Regions from separate parts of the Anser cygnoides genome. Here region 2 is linked to region 1. The links are chromatin contacts, called in public Hi-C maps. All regions are on one chromosome and are shown on one strand. The core of a region is the stretch at or near the end of the contact, and the rest is flanking DNA. Distances in the headings are between cores, read along the strand shown. Region 1 holds the start of TBX2 (T-box transcription factor 2). Region 2 overlaps BCAS3 (BCAS3 microtubule associated cell migration factor).

Region 1 (6,948 bases), core at 3,404-5,903:
GCAGCCCTCGGCTTTGGGCAGAAGCACGCACAAAGAGCCCAGGAGGGGACACGGGGGGGGGGACAGGGACGGGGACAGGGCAGGGACAGGGCCAGGGCAGGGGCTGCCCGGCGCTACCTTGTCGTTCTGGTAGGCGGTGACGGCGATGAAGTCGGTCTCGGGGAACACGTAGGTGCGGAAGGTGCTGTAGGGCAGCTTGAGGATGTCGTTGGCCCGCACGATGTGGAACCGGGGCTGGTACTTGTGCATGGAGTTCAGGATGGTCTGGGGGGGCGAGAGAGCACAGCCCGCGGCCGCGGTCAGCCCCGGGGTCCCCATCGCCGCCACGCGCGAGTCAGGCTACCTCTCTAAAAAAATGCCTTTTTTTTTTTTTTCTCCCGAAAAAAAAAAAAATAATAGTAATAATTCAGCGTGAGGAAGGAATGCCGGCGGATGCCAAAGAGGGAGATTTCTTTTTTGTTTATGTCATCGCACGATCTGCCCCCAAATAAGGAGGTCACGGGGAAGGCAGGCACTGCAACATCTTGGGGAAGGCACGGCAGGAGAGCAGCTACGGGCATCTCCCCGGTTTATTGCAACCCTGAAAACCCGAGGCGAATTTTCGCCACATTTCTAGGCGCTTTTAATAGTTCCGTCCTTTTCAAAAAATTCCTCTGCCTCGCCGCCGAAATAAATAAATAAATAGAAAGGAAAAAGACCCGAGATTTGCAGTTGGGCGCAGCGGAAAGCCCTGCCAGCGCCTGCGACCTGGAAGGAGCGTTTCACCAAGAGCCATGTTAAATTCATGTCTCAGAGCAACGCTGCAGAAGAAACAGACAATTTTTTTGTTGTTGTTGTTTTTCCAACCAGGTGTCTGAAAAGCTTCGCCAACACCCAAAGCGATTCTCTCCCCTCTGGCTTTGTTAAAAACTCGCCCCGAGCCCACCGCGGTTGCGCTGAGGATTTGCGGAGCCCCCGAGCCGCGAGCGGGGCTGCTCCCGAGCCCCTGCCCTCGCTGCCCGCCCCGGCAACGTTTTCCTGCCCGAGAGCGATGGAATAATTCCCCAACCTGCTGTGGTCGGGCTGACACGCAGCCCTCACCGCCCGGAATTGGTAGGGGAACGGCGAAAGCTTGAGTAATTATTGTCAAATAACGCCGGCCAAATGCCTAAATAATTATCACTTCATTTCGTTTTAGAAGGCAATAAAAAAAAATCCCCCTTTTTCTAACCCGAGCAATAATCACCTGCTGATGAACTGTCGGGTCGCTATTATATTGATATAATCTAGACGGGATTTATCATGAAAATGGTGAAAAGAAAAAAAAAAAAAGTCTCATTCAGGCGTGCAAATCTGCATTCCTTTAAAAAAAATAATCATCCCTCTCTGACCAGATGGGCACTGGCTAAACCCTCATCTCCCAGATTTAACACACTCCGGATTTTGGACAACGACACGTACCAGAAATCTTTAATTGAAGGAGGCGAACCGTTAAAAACGCTGAACCAAACTACTTTTTCCCCAATATCACAAAAAAATGCTATTTATGAGACTCCCTCGCTATCGATTTACCTTGCTGCCTATAAATAGCCTCGCAATGTATTATTTAACAAACACACCGTTTCCTGCCTTAAAATAAGAAGAAAAATAATAAGAGAGAGGGGAGAAGACTTTCTCGGCAGCCGCTCCCCGCACCTGGCCGCGCTCCGGGCGCTGCGGGCAGAGCAGCACCGAGGCCTCAGGACCTCCAGTCCCCAGAGCACAAGGACGGGCCGAGGAACTTTCCCTTTATCGCCCCAAACGCTCGCCCAGACGCTAAGACAGCTCGCTCGTTCGCTGAGATTTTTTTTCCCCCTTCGCCTTCACGCAGGACCCCGCTCCCCTGCAGCCCTGCTCCTGCTTTCTGCAGCTTGCCAACACGCCTCCATTTCTTTCTTTCTTTCTCTCTCCCTCTCCTTTTTTTTGGTTTGTTTGTATGTATTTTTTTTCTTTTCCTTTTTTTTTTGTTTTGTTTTTTGTTTTTCCCCTCCGGGAGGTGATGCAGATGTGATCAATAGGGGAATAAACAGACCCGTTTGGAGCCTTTCAGACGCAGCCGGTGCGGAGCCGCTGCTGCCAACGGCTCCGGCTCAGCTCCCGGCCGCGCAACCCCAGCGCAGGTGCCGCCGCTTCCAGCACCCCTCTGCCCGGCTCGGCTCGGCCCGGCCCGGCCCGCAGGGACGTCCGGGGCTGCACCTGCCCGGCCGCAACGCCCCAGCCCTGCCGCCCCGTCGGGGCTGCCCTCGCCGCCCCCGGGCCGACCCCGTCCGCGCCCCCCAGGCTGCGCCTCCCCGGTTCCTGCTCCCCGCCGAGCCCCGCGGCCGGGCAGAGCCGGCAGGACGGGTCGGGGGGCGGCATGCGAGAGCCCAAGGGACCCCGAGCCCCCCCGCGGCCCGGTCTCCGTTCCCCCCGGGGGGAGCCGTTGCCGGGGCGGCCGGGAGCAAGGATCGGGGAGGGCTGCGAGACAGCCCGGCCGCTGCAAGGCCCGGCAAGGCCCCGCCGTCCAGCCCGGGCCCGGGCGTGCTTTTGCCGGGGGGGGGGCCGGTAAAGCCCCGCGGCTCCCCCCGGCCGTCCTCGGGCGCAGCGGGGCCGGGCTCAGCGCCTGGCCCGGGGGGTCCGCGCCCGGGGGCTCCGCTCGTCCCCGCGGCCACACTTACAAAGCCGTGCTTGTCCGAGATGTTGTTGGTGAGCTTGAGCTTGTGAAAGGCGACGGGCTTGGCCATCCACTGCTCGCCGGTGGCCGGGCTGTCGGGGTGGATGTACATGCGCTTGGGCATCTCCGGGTCGGCCTTGCCGGCCACCATCCAGCGGGAGTTGTGGAACTTGTACCGGCAGTCGTCGGCCGCAACTATATCCATGAGCAAAATGTACTTGGCCTTCTTGTCCAGGCCGCTCACCCGCACCTTGAACGGGGGGAACATCCTCCTGCGGAGAGACGCACAGCGGTGCAGGGCGCGGCGCCCTCCCGCCCGGTGCGCGACCCCCGACGGCCGCGGCCCCCGGCCCGGCCCGGCAGCCCCGCACCGCCCGGCCCCTCCGAAACACGGGGGGGTTTCTTCAGCTCGCCCCGCGGCTTCCCAGCCTTTGGCACGGCCGGCAGGCCCTGCTCCTTCTCACCCCGCTCGGCTGCGCCCATAGGGGAAGAAAGAGGGGAAAAAGCTTCAAATCCCCTTCCAAGAAATAGAGGGCAGAGCCCAAGGGGATCCCCGGACCGAGCCCCTTCTCGCTGCCCTCCTCTGCCTCCTCCGGGGCCGGCAGCGGGGCCGGGGCCGACCCCGGCGGCGGGGAAAGTTTGGCAGGGGCAGGAAAAGCTGCGGGCGGCGAGGAGCCGCCGAGAGCGGCGTAAACAAATGCAGCGGGGGATTGCGGGCGCTCAATTAGCGCGCACTAATTTCATTTGGGACCGCGCTTTAAAAAGTAATAACTGGGGGGGCTGGGGGGGGGATAGCTGGCGGGGGGGGTTAAATACCTCCGAAAACTGCCGGCATCGAAACCCCATCGACTGTCGCCCGGGGTGAATTCCCCGGGGCGAGCTGGGCGAGCGGCGGGGAAGGGCTGGGGCCGGGGGGCGAGGGCGCTGCGCAGCCCCGCAGGTGCGGGCGGGTTGCGCGGGGCTGCGCGGGGCCGGCTCTTACCTTCCCGACTTGGTGATCACCATCTCGGTGCCCAGCTTGTGAAACTGGTCCCAAAGCTCTTTGGCTTCCAGCGTCACTTTGGGGTCGTCCTCTACCTCCTCCTCGGGCTCCAGGCTCTTGAGCGAGCGCAGATGGGCTGCCTGGTGGTGGTGTCCCAGGGCCGAGACGTGCAGCCCGGCCTCGGCCGCCCCGGCCAGCCCGGGGTCCGGCATGGGCTTAGCCAGCGCCGCCGGAGGCAGAGCCAGAGCGGGGAAAAAGGAAGGCTGGGCGGCTGCGAGGAAGGCGGACATGGGGAAGTCGGCCGGCCGGGGTGCGTGGAAGGGGTGGTAAGCCATGGCAGTCCCTGGGAAGGCTGGATCTCTCATCGGTGCATCCACAAATCCAGGAGAAAAAGAGGGATTCCCTTTACAAAAACGTGTGTGTGTATTATTGTTATTATTAGTAGTAGTATTTTTTGTCTCTCCTGCCCAGCGAACTCGCTCGAGTCTCTGGAAGAGGAAGGAAAAATCAACAGCAAAAATAAAAAACGCACACAAAAAAAAAAAAAAAGCCGAAAAACAGCGGAACTAGATCTGGGAAAAAAAAAAAAAAAAAAAGAAGAAGAAGAAGAAAAAAAAAGCGAGAGGCAGTTCCCGGCTCCTGGGACTCCCGGTCTGCGGAGGGGAGACAGTAGGTCCTTATTTTTTTGTTGTTGTTGTCGCAGCGAGGGAGAGCGAGCGAGGGCAAAAAGCCCTCCCGGCGAAGTCCTTCCCGGCGCTGAACCGGCACCGAGAGCGGGGCGGGGGCGCGGGCAGGGGCGGCCGCGCTGCCCTCACACCCCCGCGGGCCCGGCCTGCGCCCCGGCACCGCTGCGCGCCCCGCGGCCGGCGCTCGGGCGAGGGCTGCTCATGGCTCAAGGAGCCCGGGTGGAAACGGTTAGATCTTGTCGTGATCTCTGTAAAACTGTGACTATCTCACATGTCCTTCCTGCTCTGATCCGCCCGCTAATGAGCCAAGCCCCCTTGATTGCTGATTTTACGCGTTTCAGACCAATTGTGGATCTGCATAGGCGTGGTTTTGACAGCTCCGGCCAAGCTCCGGGCGCGGGGGGGCGGGGGGGGGGGCGAGGAGGGAGGGAGGGAGGACGGGAAGAAGGGAAAAAAAAAAAAAGAAAGGAAAAAAAAAAAAAGAAGAAGGTGTCGGAAGCATCGGCAGTAAGAAAACATGTCAACAGAATAAAATATTAACCAATGACAGAGAAAAGTGCTCGAAATCCCACCCCCGGCTCCTTTCCGCATACCGGGTCAGCCCTGGCTGCGCCGCGGCCGGGGAGCGGCGGCCGCCGGTGCGGGGACAGCGCGGAGCCACCGCGGCGGAGCGCGGAGCGGGGCCGGGGGGGGGGGGGGCCGGGGGCCGCCCCGCAGCTTTCCGCGGCCGCGCAGCCCCGGGCGGGGGCGGAGGGGGGTGGGCGGGGGCGGCGGGTTGGGTGGGGGGGGGGTTGAGGGGGGGGCCGGAGCTCGGCGGCTGCCGTCTTACGACAGATCCTGGAAAGAGGATCAAGGTGGGGCCCGCCCCGCTCCGCGCCCCGCCGACGGGGCGGCCCGGGCTCGGGGGAGGCCGCCGGGAGCGCGGCCCCGTCGGCGCGGCCGGGCCGTGGGAGAGCTGCAGGCGGCGAGGCCCGAGCGGCGAGCTCCAGCGCGGGTGAGTGGCGGACACTCGCGCCCTGCCCTCGCTCCCGCTCCCCCCCTCGCCCCCCGCCCCGACGGACGGGTGCGTGTGGGGGGGTCCCGCCAGGAGCCCTGAGCGCACGGACGGGGCGCGGACCCCGCCGTCGGGGCGCCCCGCGAGGAGCCGGGCGGGCAGCGGGAGGCCGGGCCCCCGGGGCCGCCCCAGCCGTCGGGGCCGCGGCCCCCGGGGTTGGCGCTGCTCTGGCCGGCCGGAGGGGCTGTTTACCCGGGCGGGGGGAGGCAGATAAGGCGGAGGGGGAAATGCCGGGGCTGTTTGCAGAGGGATTAGGGCCGGTCCCGCCGCGCCGGGGCCCGGGGGGGGCGGCGGGCGCGGTGGGTGTCCCCGCGGAGAGGTCCGTTTGGAGATCTGCGCTGATTAACTGAGGGCTGCGGTGGCTGAAGAGGGCCCTGGCGCCAGGCGGCTGAGCCCTCACAATAAAGACCCGTCTCTTGTCACTTCATATTTACCCCCAAATCTTCAAAAAGCGCCCTGCGTGCCTTACAAGGCTCCTGCCCCCGCCGCCTGCTCTGCGGCCAGACGGGACGGGGGGAGCGGAGGCGGGCCCCCTCCTCTGCCCCCCGGCCCGCCCCCCCCGGCCCCACCGCTCCGCGGACGCGCAGCGAGGCGCGGCCGAAGCCGCCCCCGTCCTGCTCCGGCGGCCGCTGTCCCCTCGGGGCCGCGCTGCGCTGCTCCCGCGCAGGGTGGGACGCGGGGACGCCCGGGTACCCCCGTCCCCGCCGCCTCCTCTCCCCTCTTTCTGCCCCCACTAAGGCTCATCCTGCTGACAGCAAGCCCTGGTCGCTGCCCTCCCGGCGTCGCCGAGAGCCCCGAGCAGAGCCTCGGCTGTCCCCGGGGCCGCTCCCCCCGCCGCAGGTTCATCTTCGCCGCCCGGCCCCCGACGGGGCGGCCACAGCGCGGCCGCTCCGGGGCTGCCCGTGCCGGTCCCGGCCGCCGTGAGGGGCGGTGGGGCCGGGGGGGTCCCGCTGACCATTGAACAGGGCGAGGTGGCGAGCGGGGTTTGAAATTTAGACCTGCTTTGGACTTTGCTTCCTCGCCACCGCGGAAATGTGCTGACAGCAGCCTTGGCAAAAATGGGGCTTGCTCGGGCTTTTTTTCTTCCTACTCCCCTCTACCCCCCCCCTCCCCCCCGTTTTGTTTGTTTGTTTTGTTTTGTTGTGTTTTCCTTCCCCCTCGCAAAGCGATCCCGGAGCCTCGCATTGCCCCACGCCGGGGGCAACTCTCCCGCGGCCCCGACGGCGACCCGCGGCCACCTCCGAGGGGAACGGCGGGGCGCAGCCCACCGGGCCCTGCCTGCAGCCGCGACCCCGCCAGGAAACGTCGCCTCTCCGCCGGCACAGGGCCTGCCGCCCCCGGCCGCCGCCCCCCGCACCGTTGTAACGTCGTAAACGCCCTCGCCTGCAGAATAAAAACCGATGCAGAGCAGCCTCGTCTCCCCGACCCTCTGTGCCGCGCCCGTCGGGGGGACAGCGGGGTGGGGGCTGAGGAGAGCCGGGCACCGTTTCCACGGCCCCGACGGACGCGAAAGCGACCCCAGGAGCCTGCGCCCACGGACGGGGAGGGCGGCGCG
Region 2 (7,658 bases), core at 4,397-6,896, 41 kb after region 1:
ATGTTAAGAGGCTTGTCCAAGGCAATTAAACTGGTGAAAATTTGCACCAGATCTGTAACCGAGACCCTTACTTAGTGTTCAACCAACCTCCTTCTGTTAATACTGAGTCTCAAGCCATCCCATGACTCCACTTTTTTCAGGAGTAGCAAATCAGAGGAAAGACAGTTTGAGAGACGGCAAGTTGGGGTATGAAAGGTGCTTCTGCACCATTTGGCAGCTTGGTTATTGCTACTTGTACCTACATAAAGGAGCTTAAACTGCTGATTTTCAACCTTCTCCTCCAGCTGGTGGGAGGTAGTAACAGTGTGGTGACCTGCTGTAGCTTACCTGCTCTGTAATAACCCTTCTGCAAAGCACAGGGGCAAGCCCTGATGGGAAAGTGCTCAACTCTTTTCTAGCTGGGGAGGTGCAGAGCTGGGAGAGCTCAGAGCAGCACAGGGCCCTCAAAAATACAAGGACCACAGTGAAAGGAAAAGCAGCTTCTACTCTCTGCAACATTTCTGTAATGTCACTAGGCTGGCATACCCCTGTGTTACTGCTCAAGTTCCTCCTTTTTTCCTTCCCAGGCATCTTGCCAGAAGAGTGACAAGTGAGCTGGCAGCTGATGTTAGAAGCGACCATGGCTATTAGCTGCTGGTCGCAACACAAATGGTGCACAGATCAAAGATGGGCCTAGACCTTTTACTAGAAGGCGTTTTTAAAACAAGCCAAAATTAATGGGAGACAATAAAACCACAATAACTGAGCTTTAACATTTCTGAACATCTCCTAGCACTGGGCCCCTTCTGAGCAGCATAATCTCTGACGTGCTATTCCATTTACTTAAACAGATGATATAATTTATCAATATAATGGACACTGATGAAGATAGATTAATTTGGATTATAGAACCAGCGTTTCACAGTGGCTCTATTCAGGACACAAAATTAGGATGTGTGCGATTATGACATTGTTTGGATCAGTGTGGGCAAGGGCAGCAATCTGCACATAGACTCAGATGCTCCCGAGTTGGCAGGGAAGGGATAAAAGTCCTTATCACAGTGCTATGGTAAGGGAGCTTCAAAAGCCAGCATTTTTCTTCGAGTTGCTTTAGGCTTCCCTGACTATGTTTATGTGACCTACCGATATTTTCTTTTTAAAAATGACTTTTCTCACACTAAGTGAGACCCCCATAAAAGTTGATTAATCACAGAGGTAGTGTGCAGAGGAAAGGAGAAGCAAAACTTAAAAAATAAAAATAAAAAATAAAAATCACCATTGGGTGAGATGTACGTGATCTCTGATCACACCTCTTCTTTGTACCTGTTCCTGATCCCACTATGTCCCTGCTGGGGGATTCGCACATCGCATCGGCCAGGCGCTCCCGGAGGCCCTCGTCAGTGTGCTCCATGGAAGACATGTGGCGGAGACCGAAGTTCTCGGGCCAGCTCCCACACACCTCCAGCAAGGTCACGCTCCGGTCAAAGGCACCTTCAACAAACAAACGGGAGATGTTCGGGAGAGCCTGGGACCATATGATATCATTTATTGCATTTGAAAGAAAGAAGGCCTTGCATTTTGAGCTCCTGAAAAGCTAATTTTAGCACATTAGTTGAAACGTTGGCGTTAATAGCACAGTAGGAGCAAGCAGAGAGGCCCAGGTACTTAGCAGCTTTATGCAAAAATGTTAAATTAGAAATACAGACCCAAGTCTGGTCTCACACTAGTGAGAGCTGGGAGAGCCTTTGCTGCAATCAGCATAATGACACTGATGTAAGTGACAAAAGAATCAGGAACTGTAACATTAAAAAACCTGCATAGGTTATTAAGTACGTTAGAGGACCAGAAATTAAAGTCGATTTGCCTTTCACTGCTTTGCTGTTGAGCACTCCCTGCCCTTCTCATCCTGGACAATGGAAACAGTCACATTGTTTTGTCCTTGCTACTGGCCACAAACTGCAGCTAGTGTACCTTTCCTGCTCTTGTGCAGGGAAGTGCAACAGTGTGATATGCTGGTGAGAAAAGGACAGCTTGCTTACTTTCTGCTTTGTGTTCAAAGTACGTTTACTGAAGGAAAAAAGTGAGCCCTTCTTTCAGCCTAGATATGTGGATTTTCTGTCCCTGTACGGTGAAATTTTACCTGCAACTTGAGCTAACAGAGACTCTTTCATCAGCAGTGCTTTGCTGAGGATGCTGGCTATGATGACAGAGTGCACGTACCTACAAAAGATACTGAAAGTAATTCCTTAGCTTACAGTTATTACCTCATTCACAACAGTATACGATGTTCTGCTGAATACAAAGATTAGATTCTGAATTCAAGATCACTTCAAAGTACAAATTAAAATTATTCTACTTTATTATACGGCAAGTCTTCTGCAAAGGCTTACTTAAATCATTCCCACTTGGAACAAGATTACAGTTATGCTTTGTTGCTTCAAGCACATACCATTTACTCAACTATTAGGTAACTGAATATGCAGCATTTATTGTGCCTGGTTTCTGCCAGCCTGCAGAGGGGAAAAAATGCAAATGCCAATGTTTCTCAAAGTTAAAAGTACATGAAACACGTCCTTGTTATCAGGCCTTTGGTTTTCCCCTTTGATCAGCCGTCAGAAACTATCTACACTTGTACTCTGTGACTGTACAGCTTCACAGCACACTCTCTGCCACTGACAGGTGGTAATAGAAAGGGTGAGAGACCAAGCCCTGCGGCAGGCGTCCCTTCCTCTGATAACGTCCAAAGTACTGGGTGATAACCGTTAGTAAACACTCGGGCAGCCGGTTAATCCATACATCAGCAAAGAGGGGCAGATAATTTTGAACTCTAATGGCATGGACAAAAGCACAAGGGCTGGCATTCAGGGATTTATATGGGCTGCAATGGTGACTTCTGGCTCCTGAATTTCATCAGCGCGCACAACTTTGATTTATCTCTCTGCCTGGCTGCAGAGTAGATTCCTGGCACTAGAAAACCATCAACACTAAAATGGACCTCTACAAAATGGGACCATGGCTCTTGTGTGATACACGCACTTGAACTCTGGATGAATCCCAGTTTGAACCGAGAGGAGGAATGACCAAATATTTCAACTTTTTAATGGGTCTTTGGATTTATAAGGTTACTTCAGTCTACTAATTTGTTTTAAGGCAAGGGTTCTTGAAGCTTGTTTGAGAAAATGCAGTGAGGAGGCTAAGTAATTTCTATTATGTTTCGGTCTCTGCAACATTTCCATGTTGTCAGCTATCCTAACTGCAGGAGGAAAAGCGAAATTTGGTCTTTTTTGAAAGTTTCTTTTTCAAGTCATCCTTCGTGGGATTTCATGAGGCCCTGAGATCCCCACTCTGCTTATACTCCAGGAGCCCACCGGTTTCAGGCATTTACCCTATGGCTGTTCATGTCCCTGGAGAGCTACCGGGGGGCTTCTAAACCCGCACCCACAAAGCCCAGCGTGGCAGCGGGGTGATGGCAAGCTCCCACGGATTCGCACTGCTGTGCCTGAAATGCCAAGGAGAAATCCCTTCTTTGCTAGGGTCTGCTCTTATTTTGAAAGTGAGAAATGGGAGCATTTCTGCTCCTATAAGCAGACATATGAATAATAAGGCAAATGGCTTTTGAAGCTCTGCCAAGATGACTGCATACGTGTACAAGGAGAAACTTCATAGAGTGCTGGTCTCTGGTTCCAGAGATACTTGAGTGAGAGCAAAGGAGACAAGTGTAGCGTTACCTCTGCAATCAGGGCCAGGAGCTGCCAAAACTTCTTAGCAGCAACGTGTGAGGTGTGAGTGTTAATGTAAATGCAGGTTAGAGGGATTAACTGCACAGAAAGCTTTCTTGTAAAAAACTGAAAGGCTGGTGAAGCTCTAGTTTTTATCTTCCCTCCCTTTTGACTCCCTTTGCATGTTACAAGCACACATCTGGCAATACGATTCCTGTCCAGGCACCCAGCGATGATTCCCCAGCCATGACCGTACCACGCAGGCATCACTGCGTAACCAGCAGTGGGGCAGAGGTGGGATCTGCACCATCAGGTATTGTCCTGGAGTCCACCAATTCCTCCCTATTTCAATATATACATCTATTAAATTGGTTGTAACCTAGGTTACACAGAGCGTGTGGGGAGAAAATGTGACCTTGCTTAAGACAGGCAGGTCCTTTGGTACCACGAAGCCCAAACGACTGGCTCTGTACCTCTCTGATGTAAAAAAAGAAAAAAAAAAAAAAAAAAAAAAAGCTGCTTCAGGAAGAACAAGAGCGATTGTCATGGCCCTTCCTCGTCTTCTTGCTGCTGCATTGACAGACAGCAGATGTATCGGAGGAAAACCATTTTCTCAAGGCAGAATGAAGTCCTGGGTATTTTTATGCCTTGGAAAAATTCTTCTGTGAAGTGCATGAAACCACAGCCAGGCTGGTGACTCCCCGGTAGCCTTTGGGTGCTTTGTCCTACATACATCATTACCAAATGCACAAGAGTTAATGGCATTAAATTTAAACTGATAGCAGCTAACCGTATCTTTGCTATTTATTAAATTGCAATCTCTTTTTCTGTCCGCCTTGCTCTCTCTTCGCCAGTCCTAGCATCTCAGTTGATAACGTATCAAATTTCTCATCGTCGGCCAGAGAGAAGTTTACAAATACATCTCAGAGCAGTGTCCTGCTCCGAACGCCCCAACCCCAAAGCCGGAGCAGCAGCGCCGGAGCAGCGCGCCAGAGGAAGCCTCCTGCCGATCCCAAGGATTACCGAGGGGCTGAGAGAAGGCAGGCGTTGCCGGGTGCGTTCTCTGATAAACTGCTGAAATCTTACTGACAGCCGCGAATGTAAGACCTTGACGTGTGAAATCCAGCCTTCCTTCTGTCCCCCAGACCTGCCACAGCTCCTCTGATGGTGGAACAGGTTCCACCTATACGGAGCTATTACTGCAGAAACAACTGCAAAAGAAAACTGGGTATTATTTTAGCCGAGCAATTACTAGTGAAATCCTGCTGAAACCTCACTGAAGTCACTGAAAAAAATCCCGGCGACTAACTTGTGTCAATATTTCATCCTGCGGCACGGTGCTTTCAAGCTAGCAGAACGTTTCCTTCTCCCCTTATTTACTGAAGATGAAACTGGGTGGAAATTAAGACCATCAGCCTGCTTTGTACGATGCCCAAGCTCCATCCCAGATCCACTGCGCTACAAATAAAAAACAAAGTCAAATCAAACCAAATGGAACAAGCAGAAACCTTGGCTTGAACATCTAGGTCGAAAGTGCTTTGTGTTGCAATTCCAGCGTGTTTAGCTTTCTACCGCCCCAGACACTCCAAGCTAATTCTGCTCCACACGCAGCATTTTCCTATTAAAACCCATTTTCTCCTGATACCGATCTCCCACTTCTGGCCTTCCACTGACATTTGCCTCCCGAGGAGAACTGCCCTTTCCTCCCGCTGCTGCCGGGCAGCACAGGATTAGGCTCTGCGTCCTTCTGCCTCACGCTGCTCGCGTTTTGCTAATGGCAAAGGCTTCTGCCATTACTCATACCAAACTACCTTGCTTAGAAGCACAGAATTTGTCTTCAGCGTTGCAATTGTTTCAAGGCTTTTAATATAAAAGGAAAATAAATTCTACAGAAGGAAAGAAAAACACCCAAACCTTGGAAACGTCCTTTCCTTTCACAGCTAGCCCTACCGACCGAAGACCGAGAAAACCAGAGAAGGTTATTTTCTCTGAAAAATCTAGTACTAAAAAGTATTTTTACAAAATATTTTAATGCTTCTAGTATGTTATTTTTCTAAGTCAAAATAGCCAAGCTAAATCTTTCACCATAGCCCTTTAATTCGAAAGCCAGGGGAAATTTTTTTCATTAAACCTCTGGACGGCTTTGTTTAAAGTATGAAATCAAGTAGCTCCATTTCCTGTCTTCTAAGGAACAGTAAATCAAAAAGAGTACGTTCTCCAAAAATACAGTAATGGTTCTATTAAAGAGCTTGACAGTTTTGAGCCTCACCTTGCATATTGCAACATACGTGTGAGCAAAAATAACAGAGTAAATAGTAAAGGAAACGGCCTGCCAATTTTAACCAACAAAAGATGCGTCCTTCTTGGGAAGGAGCCGTGGGCTCGACCCAGGCTGCTCTCCGGGAGGGGCAGGCCCTGGGGGAGCTGGAGGTGGTGTCGGAAGGAGCAGAATGGGGCTGCCTGTGCCCATGCTGCTGCCTGCGCCCACGCCGCTCCTGCTGGGGCCATTTAGGAAGCAGGAGGGGACGCTGAAGGGAGCCCCAGGCCCTCCTGGACCTAAGGCACCAGAACTGCGGTGCCAGCGTGACCGTGCTGCCCAGAACAGCCTGGGCTGGGAGCGAGAACCCCATGGGTGTATTAAGAACGAGCACATGGAAATTCCTCGCCCCAAGTAGTCAGTCAAATTATAACATACTCCGTTTAAATATTAATGGTTGAACTTTCCTACAGGGTTTGCCAATTCACTTCCATGCTGTAACCTCGTTACTCCAGGGGGAAAGCTGCAAAGCAGCAGCACCAAGTGCTCGCCCTTGGGGGAGCTGCGCAGATTCCTCTCTTGGTTGGGGAGGACGCAGCTTTACCCCGACCTGCCACTCGCTGGGCTTCTGGACGTGTGCATGCTCAGATGCTGGCCTCTGATGGCCGGATCGCACACCTCCTTCCCATCCTGATGCGGGATGTGCCCCTCAGCTGACAAAACTCACCTGTGCTCGGCTCTGAGCTGGGGCTGTGAGTGCCAGCAGTGCCCTGGGAAACGATGGCAGAGGCTGCAGCCTTTGCGAGTAACTCTATTTCCCTGTCATCTTCCCTCCCACAGTGTTTCTTTTTTTCCAGAATCGCTCACTTCTGCTATAAACAGGACATTACTCACCAGCTCTGTATCCTGTGAGTGCATTTAATTAATGGAGGCTTCAACCGGGGTGCCCGGTCCCACAGGCAGCGAACACTTTCAAATCCCTTTGAACTTTCAGATAAGCGAGGCTGCCGTGGCCGAGAGGTTCCTGCGTGCCTCCTCAGCGCACGGCAGACTTGCAAACGAAAATGCTGCTTATTCCTCTGTAATTGTTTCTAAACGAGCTCGAGGCAAGCATGAAGGGGCCGGGAGGAGCGAGCCCGGCAGCAGCAATGGATTGCAATGGGCAGGATTGTCCCAGTGCTGCGGTGGGAGCTCGGCGGGTCCCTGGGGGCCGTCTCGCCCTCCTCCTCCTCCCCACTGCCCAGCCAAAGCCGTCTCCTTCCCCCCTGCGCAAAGGGTTAACCACGGGCCGGGGAGAAGCGGTTCAGATGCCTAGGAACATGGCCAGCGATCACAGCAATCGTGAAGGCTTTCAAATGTGAGGGAGGCTGCAATTTTCAGAGCTGGAACAGTGAGATATTTTTATAAATACATAAATCTTTTCAAGGAAAAACAAATATAGAGGAAAGAATGTAAACATTATTGTAAAATGCATAATAAAATGTCTGCTGTTTGTTAATTTTGCTCCTTATTATCCAGTCTTTCTCTACCTCCGATGTTGAAACATTTGCCTTTTTTTTTAAACTCCCTTATTCATTTAAAAATAGTTTCCTGCATGTTATATGAATAAGCAAAACCTAAGGTCCTAAATCCAGGAGAACTTTGAAGTATGAAACCCACGGTCTATGGGAACTATGTTTTCATTAATCAAAGTAGATGTTTCT

What was found. Hi-C and Micro-C count contacts between places; a contact is called where the count stands out from the background.
Region 2: a Hi-C map of liver shows a contact between it and region 1, with 1.7 times the contacts expected there. The contact joins the enhancer-like site here to the promoter of TBX2 in region 1. A contact is called at or near these places in 4 of 7 Hi-C or Micro-C datasets (granulosa cells and liver).

Annotation. Positions count from the first base shown.
Region 1 is chr18:10,240,396-10,247,343 of Taihu_goose_T2T_genome, forward strand. It overlaps TBX2 (T-box transcription factor 2), which reads right to left and starts at 4,654. Exons shown (of 7, transcript XM_048074274.2): 1 at 3,654-4,654; 2 at 2,676-2,943; 3 at 118-264. The coding sequence starts at 4,018.
Region 2 is chr18:10,279,930-10,287,587 of Taihu_goose_T2T_genome, forward strand. BCAS3 (BCAS3 microtubule associated cell migration factor) reads right to left here. Exons shown (of 26, transcript XR_010825687.1): 24 at 1,290-1,470. Among named protein-coding and RNA genes, the nearest start is that of TBX2, 39 kb to the left of the region's middle. Within about 2 kb of position 5,647, at least 1 of the 3 cell types and tissues checked has open chromatin away from gene starts, as enhancers often do. A contact at or near this core is called in liver, where this site is marked.